Linked DNA regions of Mus musculus: all the other regions are linked to region 2. The links are chromatin contacts, called in public HiChIP or PLAC-seq and Micro-C maps. All regions are on one chromosome and are shown on one strand. The core of a region is the stretch at or near the end of the contact, and the rest is flanking DNA. Distances in the headings are between cores, read along the strand shown. Region 1 has its middle 26 kb from the start of Tmem154. Region 2 overlaps Trim2 (tripartite motif-containing 2). Region 3 has its middle 24 kb from the start of Sfrp2.

What was found. Hi-C and Micro-C count contacts between places; a contact is called where the count stands out from the background. HiChIP or PLAC-seq counts read pairs in DNA pulled down with a chosen protein or histone mark.
Region 1: a contact with region 2 is called in a Micro-C map of embryonic stem cells, with 2.2 times the contacts expected there. The contact joins two enhancer-like sites. A contact is called at or near these places in 3 of 484 Hi-C or Micro-C datasets (all in embryonic stem cells) and 5 of 115 datasets of contacts at active chromatin or transcription factors (all in embryonic stem cells).
Region 3: an H3K27ac HiChIP or PLAC-seq map of embryonic stem cells shows a contact between it and region 2, with 2.4 times the contacts expected there. The contact joins two enhancer-like sites. A contact is called at or near these places in 1 of 39 promoter capture datasets (the C10 cell line), 1 of 484 Hi-C or Micro-C datasets (the G1E-ER4 cell line), 2 of 115 datasets of contacts at active chromatin or transcription factors (the 230-238 cell line and embryonic stem cells) and 1 of 9 other capture datasets (liver).

What each region holds. Positions count from the first base shown.
Region 1 is chr3:84,638,579-84,641,368 of GRCm38.p6, reverse strand. No RefSeq gene overlaps it. Among named protein-coding and RNA genes, the nearest start is that of Tmem154, 26 kb to the left of the region's middle. Within about 2 kb of position 1,443, at least 51 of the 459 cell types and tissues checked have an H3K27ac peak or open chromatin away from gene starts, as enhancers often do. A contact at or near this core is called in embryonic stem cells, where this site is marked.
Region 2 is chr3:84,180,038-84,182,950 of GRCm38.p6, reverse strand. All of the region lies in intron 6 of Trim2 (tripartite motif-containing 2), which reads left to right. Among named protein-coding and RNA genes, the nearest start is that of Mnd1, 26 kb to the right of the region's middle. Within about 2 kb of position 1,635, at least 22 of the 459 cell types and tissues checked have an H3K27ac peak or open chromatin away from gene starts, as enhancers often do. A contact at or near this core is called in embryonic stem cells, where this site is marked.
Region 3 is chr3:83,788,416-83,791,492 of GRCm38.p6, reverse strand. It overlaps the pseudogene Gm7115. Among named protein-coding and RNA genes, the nearest start is that of Sfrp2, 24 kb to the right of the region's middle. Within about 2 kb of position 1,537, at least 133 of the 459 cell types and tissues checked have an H3K27ac peak or open chromatin away from gene starts, as enhancers often do. A contact at or near this core is called in embryonic stem cells, where this site is marked.

The sequences.
Region 1 (2,790 bases), core at 194-2,693, 460 kb before region 2:
TTGGGAGTGGATGAGCTGCTGCTGCTGCTGTTGTCTTCTGTGAACTGAACTGCTGATTTCCTGACAAGGCAGATGGAATTTGCTCCAAACAACAATTTTTAAATAGGTCCATCTTCCCTGTATCCTAATAACCTTTCTTTTCTACTGCCTCCGGTGGGTGGTGGGCTAGAAGGGAGGTTAAAGCATTTAAGAACCGTTATTAAAAATAGGATTTGAAAAAAAAATCTAAGCTACAAGTCCCTCTACTCCCCCATCCTTCCCTTTCACCACCTCCTCTAAGCCTCAACTCCAGCTGCCTCTAGGAAGAGATGGACCAGAGGAGCTCGTGGACGGATGGAAGCCTTATGATGAGGCCCTTTGTGCCTTGAGACAAGGCAAGTCCCTGCAGAGTGAAGAATAGCTGACAGGAGATTTTGTCCTTTTTGTTGGTTTGTATGACATTGGCTCTTAAAATCTGTTTTTAAGAGATCTTAACCTTCCCTAACATTCAATCTAGATACAGATCTTGTTAAAGGTGGATATCCGTTCTCTAAGCTTGGATAGAAATCCAAACCTTTCCATCCGCAGCGAGGTCCAGGAAGATTTGTCATTACTAAACGTCAGACCATGATCTGCTGAACTGTTTAACTAATGACTTAATCATTGATTTTAAACAGGCATTTAATCACTGCTTAGAAAACTCCACCGAGTGCAGGCTAATGCAGGCCTTCCTTTGTCCTGGAGATGCCCTGTAGTTACTGGTAGCAACCAGGGTCCCAGAAAACCCCCAAACACTCCTGAAGTTAGAAGACTCTAGCAGGCAAAATCACGGCTGCCTCTGCTGTTTTTCTATCTTGTATATTGGGTTTTGGCAAAGACAGCTCTGCAGCTAAGACTGAACGTGCTATAGATAGACCTGGAAATTATTGAGCAGAAAGGGAAGCCAGGACACTGGTAATTAGGAAGAGTTCTTAATTATTTTCCTAATTTTGATCCTGTGGGAGCCCAGGGAAAGAAAGGAGAACTTGAGATACGCTACAGTTTAACTCTGATCCCAGGACAGCCCTCCAAAGGCCTTGCCCGCTGCTGGCGCAGTTAAGTATTAAATATTGCAGACTGACTCTAAGGGAATCTCTCTTCCAAAGAGATTATCATTGACCTTTCTAGGCGGAAATGAGCTGATAATGGGACCTTCGGAAATCGCAGATGCCCGGGTATGAGCCTTTGATAAGGTGATTCATTTAATCATGCAAATGAATGTTTATCTCCTGTAATTTGCAAGGCACCCCTTCTCTCAAGGGAGGGCCTGAGGAGAGCTGCCCTGTGTCCCCCATTCCTATCCTAGAAGAACAATCCCCATGTCTTAGGGGACAGCAGGCAGCCTGCAGCTGGTTGTGCTCACAGCACCTAAAGGACAGCTGCTGGGAGCTTGGGGGTGGTGGTGGAAGTGGCGCAAGCCCAGTGGAAGAGTGACCAAAGCAACCAGGGAGGGAATGCCCACTGTGTCCTGGGGAAATGACCTTGCTTGCTCCCGTCTGGAGGAATGGAACAGTTGGGGGAGGAGCTGCAGCCCCGATCCTGATACACTTTGAATTCTGTTAGTAGCTGGTTGGAGGCACAGTGGTGACAGAAACCTAGATGTTGCTTGAGGCTGTCTCAAGTGTAATATGCTGTGATAGAGGAGACCTAGACAAGTCCAACCTTCTGCCATTGCAACACAACGATATCTTCTACAAAGTTCATGCTCAGTAACCACGAAATGAGTTACAAAAATACTACAGAAGAAACTAACTCATGTTCTAGGTCCATTTATTACGTTGTGTTGTGGGCTACATTTATAACTACATTTATAACTATCTTCAGTCACAAGAAGCTAAGTGTGGCTGCTGGTTACAGGTTGAAAACATCTGGTAAAGCAGGCCAGAATGTCACCAAGTCATCCAGTTAGGTGTGTGGACTTCTGAGGGCAGGAGTGTGGGAGGAAGCAGGGATTGGCCATGCCTGTGTTAGAGACAAAGGGAGAGCCATGATTTCCTGGGAGAGAGGCAGCTCCTATCTGTGAATTTAGGTTGCATTATAAACTGAGCCACTCGGATGAAGCTGTCCAGCACTGGGTTAGGAAGTTCTGTCTGTAGCGTTGGAAACAAGTGTTTCTTGCAGTCATCCATGGAGCGTAGCCATGGGCCTCCTCTGTGTCTATTACACAGCCAAGTGAGCAGAAACATGAGGCCCTAATACTCCATACTGTCCTTCCTACCTGCAGAGACTATGCAGGCCACAGGGGTGAGGCAGGGTGGGGTGAGGTAGGGCAGGGCAGGACAGGGTAGGGCCCTTTGTGCTGTGTTCTCATGATGCTGAAGGTCACTCCCTCCCTCTGCGGCAATGGAGCTGCAGGCCTGCTGTTAGAAAGATCTTAGTTTGATCAGTGGCTCAGTGGGTAAGCACTACAGGTTTTGCAAAGATTCCAAGTTCAGTTCCCAGCACCCATAACAGGCAGCTCACGGCTACCAGTAACTCTAGCTCTAAGAAACCTGACACAGCCTTTTCTGTCTTCCAGGGCATGCATGCCATGTGGGGCGCACGTGTGCACACACCCCCACCCCTCACACAAATTAATAATAATAATAATAACAATAATAATAAATATTTTAAAATGGAAAACCTCTTAGGCCTATTGTATCAAAAAATTTTTTTTAATTTAGATTTGTCAATTAGGCGACTCTCAAACCAGAAGAGTTCTGAGAACTCCACCCAGCAATGTGGTAGTGGAGATGAAGCTCAGAAAAGCACCCTCAAAGGCACGAATGGCTG
Region 2 (2,913 bases), core at 386-2,885:
CCTCTTGTGATTCATAGGCTAGTTTACCATCTGAGAAAAAAATGGTGTAATTATCTTTCCTTTCCTTTCCTTTCCTTTCCTTTCCTTTCCTTTCCTTTCCTTTCCTTTCCTTTCCTTTCCTTTCCTTTCCTTTTCTTTCCTTTCCTTTCTTCTTTCCCTTCCCTTCCCTTTTCCCTTCCTCCCCTCCCCTCCTCTCTCCCTCCCCTCCTCTCTCCCCTCCCCTCTCCCCTCCCTTCTCTCTCTCTCTCTCTCTCTCTCTCTTCCTTTCTGTCTTTTTCTGTTTTTCTTTTCTTTTCTTTTTTTTTTCTTTTTTTTCTTTTCAAGACAAGAGTTACTACTCTGTAACCCTGGCTATCCTGGAACTCCCTCTGTAGACCAGGCTGGCCTCCAACTCAGAGATTTGCCTGCCTGGGTCTTCTGAGTGCTGGGATTAAATGAGTGCACCTCCACTACCATTCTAATAGTTTAATTACCATTAGAAATTATTACTAATACTTATAGCTCCCTTAAATTCTGTCAATCAGTTAGTAGCCAACACAAGTAATTGTGAAATGGATCTTTTAGATGAAAATAGGAAGTGATTTGATAAGTACTGTTAATATATGTATTGTTTTACATAAGTGTTATGTAAGACTTTATCTTCATTACAACTTTTCAATATTCTGTGTACATATATATGCTTGCACGTGTGTGTATACAAGCTGTGTAGCTAAGGATTGAACCCGAGGTCTTGGACAAGCTAGGAAAGTGCTCTAAGGCCAAGACACATCTCCAGCCTCACCACTCACTTAGAATACTGTAGAGACAGGAGAGACTTGTCTGTAGACCAAATAGATTTCCTAAGGAGCTGGGAAGGTAAAGCTTGGGCCCAAATAACTTCCAACTTCTAGGATCCCTACTTCATTTTCATGATAAGCTGCCTTACAAACACTTGAACGGTCTATCCACATTGTCTCTATCCACATTGTCTTGCGGTGTTAAGCAGCATCTATTTCAATTGCCAGGAAAAAGTCATTAGCATCAATTGTCTTTCAAGATAAACGGATGCAAACAGGGTTCAGGAGAAAGAAACAGTGGGAATCTCTGACAAGACAAAAGGTGCTCCTAGGAATGAGGGCCTGGTCCAGTGCAGGCATGCACAAGGGGAGGTGTGGTCTTTAGCTCTTGAAAAGAGAGAGAGGGTTGGGAGAGGAGGAGGAGGTAGGTGGCGAAGGAGATTTCACTACTAATTGGCAGTTTGTTGTCTTTGGTGGTGTGTGTCTGTGGTGTGTGTGTGTGTGTGTGTGTGTGCGCGCGTGTGTGTTATTTGTGTCTGTGTGAGTGCAGGCGTTCATGTGAATGTCAGGGACAACTTTGGGAGACAGTTCTCTTTCCTCTATGGGGGATTTGGGACAGGAACTCAAGCTTGCAAGTACTTGAATGGTAAAGGTTTTTTGTTTTTTTGTTTTTTTACCTGCTGAGTGGCCTTGCTGAGCTATGCCTGTTTTATCTAGCCTGTTTTAAAACCGGGCAGTGTGGCTGACTGATGTCCCTCCCATCCTGAGGTCTTATTTACAAATGGGCCAACAGATAGAGGCTGATGGCACCTCGATGGCCAGATGCACAGCAGAACCTCTTTCAGCAGTGAGCTTTGTCCCACTGCTCTGGTGACCCAATGTTGGCAGCTTCCAAGAACGCCCTCATTCATTGCAAAAGCAAAGAACTTCCTGCCCTGGATTCTGATCGGATTAACGTAGAGTTTGACTGAATGTCTTCCTGCCCCAGTGCGGTTCTTTGCCATTTCTGCTGATGCTCAGACTCGTGGCCTTATTTCTGTATGGTACAAAAACATGTTGGTGTTTTGGGCGCCTCTATTTTCTTTCTTCCAGCACCAGCTGTATATTCTAGAAAGCAAATGGAATCTTTTTGCTAATACCATTTCTTTTTCTATATCCTGTTTCACACTGAGTTTTCTAGAGACACAATGGCCTTTGTCCTTAGCCAAAGGTTAAATGAAGAAGAACCACAGGCAATGTCTGTCCCTGCCTGTCCCTCAAGGACAGCAGATCAGTGTTCCTTTGCTCTCCTCAGGTGTCTCCCAGCTGCCTTTCCTCTGCTGTTTGTCAGCAGCCACCCTATGACTATCGGGACAGTGCCAGTTTCACAGATGCAAGGATCTGATAAGTTATTTCTTTGCCAGTGAAATGAGCCAATCCAAACCTGATTAAAGTATCTAAAGGCAGGTTTATTGGGAAGCCCACTCACAGGCACATTCACTGGTCCCAAGAAGGAGGCCAGGAAAATTGCCATGAGGAGGGAGACACAGGGGAAGGGGAAGAGAAAGAGAGAGAGCACTCTATGAGAGACAGAAGAGAGAAGAGAGACCTAAATGTCTGGATTATATAGGGAGGAGCTTCTGGGGGTGGGGCAGCCCAGCCTCTTGGCTGGAAAATTCAGGGTAGAGGGCGGGGTATGCACTGTAACAGAGACTGAGGGATGCTGGGGGAACCTGGAGGCCAGGTCCACATTGGTACGCTAAATATGCACCTTAGCTTTTGTCCTGGGGTCTGAAACACAACAAGATCTACATCACTGGGGTTTCTTTAAGGTCATTTCTTTGGTTTCTGTTCCAACCCCAGTTTTTATAAGGTTCTTGCTCTTTTAAAAAAAATGTATTTATTATTAGTGTGTGTGGTGACACATGCTATTGTGTGTGTGTAGGAAAACACGCATGTGAGTGCGTACATGCGTGTGTGCATGCGTGCATGCATTCTCTCTTTCACCTTTATGTGCTCGCAGGGGTTGAATCACAGTTGCCAGGCTGGTGGGATTGACCTGATGTTCTGCTGAGACATCTCAGCCATGGGCCCTAAGACTCTTGCTTTCAAGTTGGTCCTGCTACCTCCTTCTGATAATGTCATACTTTTGTTTATC
Region 3 (3,077 bases), core at 288-2,787, 390 kb after region 2:
TTTGTTCTTACCATTTCCCCTTCTTTTCTGAGAACTGCTCTCTCTCTTTCTCATATATGTATATTGGAATCCAGAATCTCATACATGCCAGACAGGTGCTCTTCAGAACTTAATCCCCTTCTTATAAGACAGCTTGTTGTCCTAACTGCACCAGACAAAATTCTTGAAAGAAAAAGTTATGACCTCTCTTTCTGCATAAGTGGTTCTTGCCTTTAAAAATTGTTTGAAATCGCTTGTGAGATTTGAGAAGTTTCACATGTACAAAAGGTATTTAAATTGGCTCACTAGACTACAGGGCCGGTGGTTGGTGTTTGCCTGAGAAGGAGGACTGGGAGCTGAGGCCCTAGGTCATGCTGTTTGAGCCTATTTTTCATTTGGTCAGTGAATTATTCACCTAACAAGTCTATACTGAGGACTTGCCATTTGCTAGACTCAGTTCTGGATACTAGGAAGCCAGCAGCCAACAAATATGACCAGGAGCCAGCTCTTTTGAACCTTTGATGCTGATGGAGGTTCTCAGACAATGCACAACCAGACATGCTAAAGGTGATTAGGGGGAAAGAGAACAGGCTGAGGTTTAGAGCTGTGGGGAATTATCATATATAACCTTGTCAGGCCGGGCATTGGTTTTAATCCCAGCACTTGGGAGGCAGAGATAGGCAGATTTCTGAGTTCGAGGCCAGTCTGGTCTACAGAGTGAGTTCCAGGACAGCTAGGACTATACAGAGAAACCCTGTCTCGAGAAAAATAAACAAACAAACAAACAAACAAACAACCTTATCAGTAGCTACTCCAGTCTTTCTTTATGTCCCCAGCTCTGTGAAGTCTAACTGAAAGCAGCAATCAGTTCTCTAAGACCAGCTCAAAGGAACACCCTCCTGCCACGCTCCCAGCTTCTCCTGCTCTTTTCCTTACATCAGGAGCAGTCTTTTGTGGCCAGTCTTCCACTTTCAGTGGGATACTTTTGTCCTTATTTTAAGGATTCAGGCTCCAGAAGAAAAGCCAGTCTCTGATAGTTTCAATATCTCGCCTGTACATATAGTTCTAGTGTGGGCCAGCGCAGAAGAACTGTCCCATGAGCAAACACAAAGATTAGACTGAATTTTCAGTTCCCACCAATAGGAGGCAAGAACTAGCCCGGAGAAACTTCAAGTATCAGCATCATCAACTCCCTGGAGGTAGGCCCCACCACATAGGTTTGAATCCGAACCTTGGGGCAGAGCCCAGCAAGTAACCCTTTAAGGTGACATCTAGTGACTCAGAGCACTCTTAGATTGATTACCTCAAGGCGGAAGGAGAAGGTGGAAGTACAGTGCCTCGCCTCTCTTTTACCCTGAGCCAGTGGGAACTGGTGGGAACAGATAGGGAACAGCCTGGGAGAGAGGATGAAGAGAAGGAAGAAAGCCCGGAGAGAAGGAGGAACGAGAAAGGGGCCATTTCCCAGAAGGTCCGGAGACCCTGCCTCCGTCCGGGGCCGGCTTACATCCCTGTGGGCGGAGTCTTGGAGAACAGACCGCGTCTCGCGCTTGCGGGGCCACATCCTCAGGACTCGTGCGGGGTCCCTGGCTCTCACCCCGCGGGTACCTGCTCGAGCTGCGGGGCTACCTCCAGCACGGCCGCCGCTTTGAGCTCCGCCATGATCGTCGCCGCGTCGGATCCCCGCCGGGAGAGTGTAGCAGAGTCCGCGTTGGAGCCGAGCTGACAGTGGCCGGGCGGGTGGCCTGGCTGTGGCTGCAGTGGTACCTCCTCCGGAGCCCAGGTCACCATGCACTGCGCACCTCCCTAGCGTAGTGAGGGACTCCTCAGTGTGGCATGGGCACGTTCTGCGGGTCCTCCTACATGATGAAAGGTCCTGCGTCCCACCACGCCCTGTACTCTCTGCTGGAACCAGAGGTGACTGGGCTGGAGGAGGGTCCGGAACAGGTAGGAAGAGGGGTGGGGAGTTCAGAACCAATGGATCGGAGTGGGCAAGGGGGCAGTGGTGGGGAAGAGGGAGGGTAAAGGAAGAGTAAAGGGAGAGGGAGAACGGTGTGCTGAGGATAAGGCAAGGGAGGAGGGCGACCAGAGGGCATGAGAAAGGAAGAAGGGCGGAGGAGGGAAGAGAGGAAGAGGAAGGAGAGGAGGAAAGAGTAAGAGGAGGACAGGGACAGCAAGGTAGAAGAGTAGGAGAGGAGGAGGGAAAAAAGGTAGGAAGAGAGGAGGAGAGCACAGAAGAAAGGAAGGGAAGAGGAGGAAGGAAGAGGAGATGAGCAGAAGACTGGAAGAAGCTGAGGGAAGGGGTTGATAGACAGAAGGAAGGAGGGGGAGGCAGAAAGAGGTTTCCTTTTTAGCTCTCTGGTAGAGGGGGTCCATTAGGAGAACAGAGTCTGGTTGGCAGCCCACACGATGAGCTTGGAGCTTTCTTGTTTCCCGGGTCCACTGTTCCTCCACCTTCAGTACTTTCAAAGATAACAAAGCTGAGAAGTCCCGCAGGGAAGAGTATGCAGAACTTTATGGTCCTCAGGGTGGTGCTCCAGGACCTGTAGGGTCTCTTGGGAGACCACTCACAACGTACCTTTGCCCTCTACCTTCAGAGGGCACCTCTCTCCTAACATCAAGTGTAGATTTACTCAAGCATACAATGAAGAAACACCCAGTCAATCATCCAGCCTATAGGATGTGCCTTTACGTCATCACCCACAAGATGTTACTACCGTAGATCAAATGACCAGCTAGATGGTCACATCTCTGCAATCAGGAAACTTACTTCCTAGCAGAGGATAGGGACAGACGCAGGTTCAAGGACCACTTGTGAGGATCAGTGTGCATGCCGGGAGCTTGGCTCTATCAGAAAGGCTACAACAGCTCTCCACTTCTGGACCCTCCCTGAGGTGCTCTGGTACAGGAGATGTTGGCCAGGACATGAGAATTTCTATTTGTAACAGGGTTCCTGGTGATGCTGCCGCTGTTGACTATCTCCAGAGATCTCCCTGGCACGATCAGGGACAGTGCTCTAGCTGGAGGGAAAGAGGATGTGAAGGCCTGGAAATTGTGAATGGAAGTAACCAAAACCAAAACCTTAGCTAACACAGAATGCT